Regions from separate parts of the Ovis aries genome. Here region 2 is linked to region 1. Evidence: chromatin contacts called from public Hi-C data. All regions are on one chromosome and are shown on one strand. The core of a region is the stretch at or near the end of the contact, and the rest is flanking DNA. Distances in the headings are between cores, read along the strand shown. Region 1 holds the start of LOC121818518 (sterile alpha motif domain-containing protein 1-like). Region 2 holds the start of CCNYL1 (cyclin Y like 1).

Region 1 (3,296 bases), core at 286-2,785:
GAGTCCCAGGGCCTCCGTGCCCCGAAACTGAACGGTCCCGCCGGCGGCCGCCAGGTTTCTCTGCGGATTCTCGGAGCGGAGCCTCCCGACCTGCTCAGAAAGGCGGAAAACCCTTCCCACAGGGGCCCACGACGCCCCTGGGCCGCGCCGGCGCCGCGCCGAGGCCTAGCACCCCAGCGTCCGGCCGAGGCCTCGGGGAACCGCAGAGCTGCAGCAGGCCTTCCTCCCCGGCTCCGCAGGGCCTCCGCGCTCAGCCGCGGCCCCGACCCGGAGGCGCGTCTTTCTGGTCTCTGCAGCTTTTGAAAGTTCCCGGGACGGGAGGCGCTCTGGGGCCCAGGCCCGTGACGCTGCAGCCGCCCTAGAGCCCGCCGCTTACAGCCGCAAGGGCAGCCCGCGCGGGGGTTTCCATCGAACCGTCCACACCCCTCGGGAATTCCCCACCGCGCCACACACAAACCCCAGTTCTTCCTGCAAGTTTCCGCCGCCGGCCTTAAACCGTCGATACGCGGCGAGGGCAGCGGGGCCGCTTAGACAGACCCCCTCTTCCCCACCCCCGGGTCCCAGCCCACTGCCGCTTTCCCTCTCCCGGAGGAACCCCTCCGCCGCGCCCGAAGGAACTCGAAAGCCTTCGGCAACTTCCGCCTCCAGCGCGGAGGGCGGGGCCGCTCGAGCTCCTCCGGACCGAGCTCGGCTGTTTCCGTGCGCGGCCGCTGCGCACTCGGCACTGGGCGGCGCTGGCTGGCTCCCTGGCTGCGAGTCCTCAGTCGGCGGCGGCTGGTGCTGCCTGTGGCCCGGGCGGCTGGGAGAAGCGGAGTGTTGGTGAGTGACGCGGCGGAGGTGTAGTTTGACGCGGTGTGTTACGTGGGGGAGAGAATAAAACTCCAGCGAGATCCGGGCCGCGAACGAAAGCAGTGACGGAGGAGCTTGTACCACCGGTAAGAGGAGCAGGAGGAGGAGGCAGGAGCCGGAGAGAGCCGGGGGGACGGAGGGGGGACGGGGAGGCGCCGGACACCCGCGCTTGGGGCCTTCCCCTCGCAGGAGGGGCCGCGGTAAAGATGGAGCCTCCGCCCGAGCCCCACACCATCGCCGCCGCTCGCAGCGAACAAAGAATAATGGCGGCGGACTGGAGCCAGCGGCGGCCGGGGCGGCAGCGACTCTGCCTGCAGCCAGCGGCGGCGCTCATGGCGGGGGGCGGCGGGCGGCGGGCGGGGTGGGAGCCGGCGGCCGGGGGTGTGTGCGGGCGGGCGGCCGGCCGCGGCGAGCTGGCGCCCGCGTTCCCGCCGCCGGCGGGCCGGGCCGGGCGCGGAGCCGGGAGTCCGGAGCCGCCCCGGGGGAGGCCGCCCGCCGGCCCGGCCGGCGCTGCCTCCTGTGCCGCCTGCCCGGCCCCCGCCGACAGTCTCGCCCCCCGACCCGGCCCGCAATCCGCCAGGGCAGCGCCGCCGGGGTGCCCGCGGGGGGTGGAGGAGGAAGAAGGCGACAGTTAAGGGCAGAGGAGGTGAAGGTGCCTGCCTTCCCGGTAGCCTCCGTGTCTGCCATGCTCGCCTAGCGAGGGGAAGCGGTGCTCAGTCTGACCTACTCTCCTCTTCTCTCTTTGTGCAATAAAGTTCGAAACCCAAGGTTTTCCTCTCGTCCTGTATTTTATTCACGCCCTTTCCCCCCGCTCCCGCCCCATTGGGAAAATGCTGTTTTCTGTGCTTTTCTGCTAACATGAGGTAATGAGAACTCGCGCTTTTTAAAATAATTTTTTGACTCTTTCCCTCACCCTTTTTTTTTTTTGTTTTTTAATTAGTAGTCATAGAAATGCATTCTTTGGGGGAGGAAGGGGATGCTAAGAAAAATATATTTGTAATTTTAAAAAAAACCTATTGGGATCTTGTAAAAGGGAAGCTGATTTTTGAAAACAGTTTCGGTTTTAACCCTTTTCAATAAGGTAATCACTTGAGAGCTATCATTCTGAAACACTTCGTTGAAACGAGTATTAGCGATGTACTTTTGTTTCACGTCACCTTGGCGGGGGACAGCCGTGGTGTTGGGTCCTTTGGATCTCCCCTCGCAACCCGACCATATTTCTCACATCTTTCTTAAATACAAAATTGGTTAACCCTAATTCTAAAAATAGCCATTTAAAAGTATGCATTATTTGCTTCGCCCGTAGTAGGTAACCCTAGCCCCAGACCCACAATAATTTAAGCCACAAGGTATATTTTTTCTTTCCCTTTTGGGGAAAACGGACAGCAGAAAAATCATTGACACATCAAGACAGTTTTTAAAGGACCATGGGATGTGACCTATTTAAGTTTGTCTTACCTTCTTCAGAAGTTAAAATTTCATGCTAGCGTTAGCTTTCATCAGTTCTGCCTTCTAAAGGTTTAGTATAAAATACTTTTGGTTGCCAGTTGTTGAAATCTTTTACATTCATTTCCTGATTTAAATATAAACCAAAACGGTTATTTTAGGTAATGCAAAAGGTTCTTTTTAAAATACTTCCCTGTCTCATGGTATGATACAATGGTGATTGATACAAGGTTTCTTGTTAGGAATAAATACTGTTAGTATGAGCACTGTCTTCTGATTTTCTTTATCCAAGTCACTTTTCCAAAACCTCCTTGCTGTATTACTAGTATTTTTTTTAAAAAAACACATTAGCCATTTTTCATTGCCAAAAAATTTAATTAAGAAGATGAAATAGTTTTCCGTTAAGGGTTGGGAAGGTGATTTTATTTCCAAACACTGAGGAAATTATGGTGTTGATGATGCCATAGATTACTGATTTTCCTTAAGGCTTTTCTGCAAACCAGCATAAGTTGAACAGAATTTCTTTTCCCTTACAGATACTGACAATGATTCTTCCTTTGTTGAATTTTTTTTTTTAAGTTATGATAGTTTTTCTTTTGTTTTATCCAAAAGATCTTTTAAATTTTTAAATTATAAATTCATAATCTAATTCTTAGCAGTCTCAGGTGAAACTTTGTAAACTTGTAATCATTAATATTTGAATATTCATTTGTAACATGTTACTAAGTTATACTTCTATCCCCTCCCAGGGATCAGCAGAAATTACAGTTAAATCTGCTTGAACCGTTTTTTAATGGAGGTGTATTCAGAAAGGCAGTGAGTCTTTGATAGAAATTAACTGAAAACTATTAAAAGGGCATTTCTTATGGAATATGAAACTCCAGTGTAACTCCTTTTGAATCATTTTTTTTTTCTCCCCCACAGAAGAGCGTAAGGAAACTTATTCATAAAATGGCACCTTTTTCTGCTTTCTGAAATTCATTTTCATGATTAGATCTGAT
Region 2 (3,296 bases), core at 466-2,965, 150 kb after region 1:
ATGACCAACCTAGATAGCATATTCAAAAGCAGAGATATTACTTTGCCAACAAAGGTCCGTCTAGTCAAGGCTATGGTTTTTCCTGTGGTCATGTATGGATGTGAGAGTTGGACTGTGAAGAAGGCTGAGTGCCGAAGAATTGATGCTTTTGAACTGTGGTGTTGGAGAAGACTCTTGAGAGTCCCTTGGACTGCAAGGAGATCCAACCAGTCCATTCTGAAGGAGATCAACCCTGGGATTTCTTTGGAGGGAATGATGCTGAAGCTGAAACTCCAGTACTTTGGCCACCTGATGCGAAGAGTTGACTCATTGGAAAAGACTCTGATGCTGGGAGGGATTGGGGGCCGGAGGAGAAGGGGACAACCGAGGATCAGATGGCTGGATGGCATCACGGACTCGATGGACATGAGTCTGAGTGAACTCCGGGAGATGGTGATGAACAGGGAGGCCTGGCGTGCTGCGATTCATGGGGTCGCAAAGAGTCGGACACGACTGAGCGACTGAACTGAACTGAACGTCACAACATTCAAAGGCTTTCCTGTTTCTGGGGGGAAAAAATCAAGCTCTTTACCCCAGAACCTACTTTGGGGTTAGATAGATCTAGGTTTGAATTTCAGGTTCAAGTACTTGGCAGCAGTGTGACTGACCTCAGACAACTGGACTTTCTAAGCCTTTATTTTCTCTTGCGCCTGACTGAGCTCATCGAGGGCAGGGCTATTGCAGGAACACAGTGCCTAGAAAGTAGGAGGGACTAACCAATGTTGAAAGAAGGGAAAGTATTTTTAAAGCCACCTCAAAAAATTGTTCTCCCTTAGAGACATTCCCTTGCCACTTCCAATCAAATTTGACTTCTACTTTTATTTTCTGATAATCACAATAAGGTGCCTTTGGGGATCCACACAATCGGAGACCAAATCCTGGCCATACCCCTGAGCAATCATGTGACCTTGGGAGTATATCTTTACCATCATCTTTATTAAATAAAAACCGTGGTACTTCACTTTGTGACTCTCAGTTTCGTACGAGAAAAATCGTGCTTTGTGCTTTATGTTACACATAAAGTAGGGTGAAAGTAAGGAAACCTGGAGAGTCGTGCCGTGGAAGAGAGAAACAGCGAGAAAATCGAGTTGCTGAATCCCAGCGTTTCAGAGTTGGGAGGGAGGAGTTCGGTCCCTAATTTACCGATGAGGAAGTGGAGGGGTGACGTGTCCTCAAGTCTCATTCAAGACACGGACACAGAGGGGTTGCTATGGTTAAACTGAAGGCGGAAACTAACACTCTTTCGAAGTCAGTTCGAGAGGAGCATTTAGTTACAAAAAACTCAACGATTCGGGTGTAACTAAGTTCGTTGAGCAATGCATCAAATCAGTCAGCTGTCAGACCCGATGAAACCGAGTTGCTAACGGAACTGACTCTTTACTAACAAGCCTTCTATAGAGCCCACTGACTCAGAACAGCTTCGATTCACAAACTCCCTCACCGCTTCCCGAAGGACCGGAAAGCTCCGACTGCCGCACGATGAATGGAAACAGGAGTCCAGGGCGCGCCACTCGAGGGGCGGAGCAGCCGCAGGGTGGGGGCGGGGCATTGTGAGTCACGTGCCTGCTCTCTGAGGCGGGCGCTGGGAGGAAACTTTGTGTGTGATTGGTCCCTCGTAACCAGGTGACCGAAGGACGCGTTCCGGTTGGCAAGGGCCAGCCAGGCGAGCGCCTTTCAGTCGGGAGGCGGCGGCGGAAGGAGGAGGAGCTCCGACCGCGCTCTCTCCCGGCAGTGGCTGCGCGTCTCAGCGCTTGTCGGGTCCCCACCCCTTTTAAATAAGCCGGGCTGGTCGCCGCCTTCACAGACTAGTTGACTCCGGGGAGGCGGCGGCGGCGAGACAGCGGGGGTGCGGCCGGGGCCGGAGCCCTGCCCCGGGCCCGGCGGCGGGGCGGACAGGCGAGAGGCAGGCGAGGCCGCGTCTACATGCGCGGCGCAGCCCCGGCATAGCCCGGGGCTGCCCGTGCCCGCCGCGCCATTGTTGGGGGAGGGGGCGGCTTCTGAGCTCGGCGGAGTCGGGGGCCGAGCAGAGGCGACGGCAGCGAGGAGCGGAGGCGCCCCATGGGGAACACGCTGACCTGTTGCGTGTCCCCCAATGCCAGCCCCAAGTTGGGCCGGCGCGCGGGGCCGGCGGAGCCAGACTACGAGTCTGAGGTCTACGAGGCGGCGGCCGGAGACGCGGTGGCAGTAGCACCGGCGCCGGCTGCCGTGGAACCCACCGAGTTGGATTTCGGAGCGGGTGAAGGCCACCACCTGCAGCACATCAGCGACCGGGAGATGCCCGAAGGTAAGAAAGCGGCCGGCGCGCCTAGCCCCTCGCGGGGCCGGCGCCGTCTGCTCTCGGGCTTACCTCTGGCCTCCGCCGACCCCCGGGTCCCCCTGGAGGGAGCCGCCGCCTAGGGCTCCTTCCTGCCTGGAGTTGGCTCTCTCGGGGCTGGGCACCGGGGACGGAGGCTGGCCCTGCCTGGTGTCCCCACCCCTTATTCTTTCCCCGTCGCGTCCGGCCAGTCTCTCTCCCTCTTCTCTACCCGAACGCCCAATTCTTCCCCCATTCCCATTTCGCAGCCCAACCCGAGACCCTCAAGTCTGAGGCCCCTCCTGTTCGTGATTCTATTTAACATTTCGTGGGACTTTGTAAAGACTTTCTGATGTATTCTCTTCTTTTCTCAATGAAAACTTAAATACTTCCAACTTCGGCGATATCCATCCCATCTCCCTATCCTTACCTATCCAGATGGTACCTAAGTGAAGGAACGAGGTAAGGATCTAGATACACTTCCACTCGTTAGGATAGTTGATATTCGGGACAATTAAGACAGATTTTAGGATTTGTTATTTAAAATCAAAACAGATCGACAGTTAGTGTGGCGTTAAGTAAAATTCTGTCTAGAGTTGTCCTGATTGAAGCGACCTTATTCTAACTGTAATCTGAACACGCTAGGAAAGAAAAAGGTGAGAGTGGGGCTTAAAAAAACTGTAAACGGAGTGAAACGTTACTGCAACGGCTGCAGGGACTAGTTTTGTTGTTTGTTTTTACCGAAAGACTACCTCACGGAGCTCTGATTAACAGTCCCACTTTGACACAAAAATGTCTTCAGTTCCCCAGCTTTAACCACTTGCATGTTGCCTCTTCTAAGGGAGGGGTGGGGGTGGTTCCTGAAACTGTTGGTCAAAAGTTTCAAAGGAGAAAAAAGAAATTCAGACTTTTATTTGTAATACAAAGATTTGGCAGTTAAGATGGCAGATCCTGCAGAAAAGTT

The links. Hi-C and Micro-C count contacts between places; a contact is called where the count stands out from the background.
Region 2: a contact with region 1 is called in a Hi-C map of muscle, with 3 times the contacts expected there. The contact joins the promoter of CCNYL1 here to the promoter of LOC121818518 in region 1. A contact is called at or near these places in 4 of 16 Hi-C or Micro-C datasets (blood, hypothalamus, liver and 1 more).

The regions. Positions count from the first base shown.
Region 1 is chr2:209,639,501-209,642,796 of ARS-UI_Ramb_v3.0, forward strand. It overlaps LOC121818518 (sterile alpha motif domain-containing protein 1-like), which reads right to left and starts at 1,536. Exons shown (of 5, transcript XM_042242714.1): 1 at 1,260-1,536; 2 at 458-1,178; 3 at 1-90. The coding sequence starts at 1,536. CREB1 (cAMP responsive element binding protein 1) reads left to right here and starts at 749. Exons shown (of 9, transcript XR_009599419.1): 1 at 749-819.
Region 2 is chr2:209,789,963-209,793,258 of ARS-UI_Ramb_v3.0, forward strand. It overlaps CCNYL1 (cyclin Y like 1), which reads left to right and starts at 1,716. Exons shown (of 10, transcript XM_042244107.1): 1 at 1,716-2,323. The coding sequence starts at 2,098.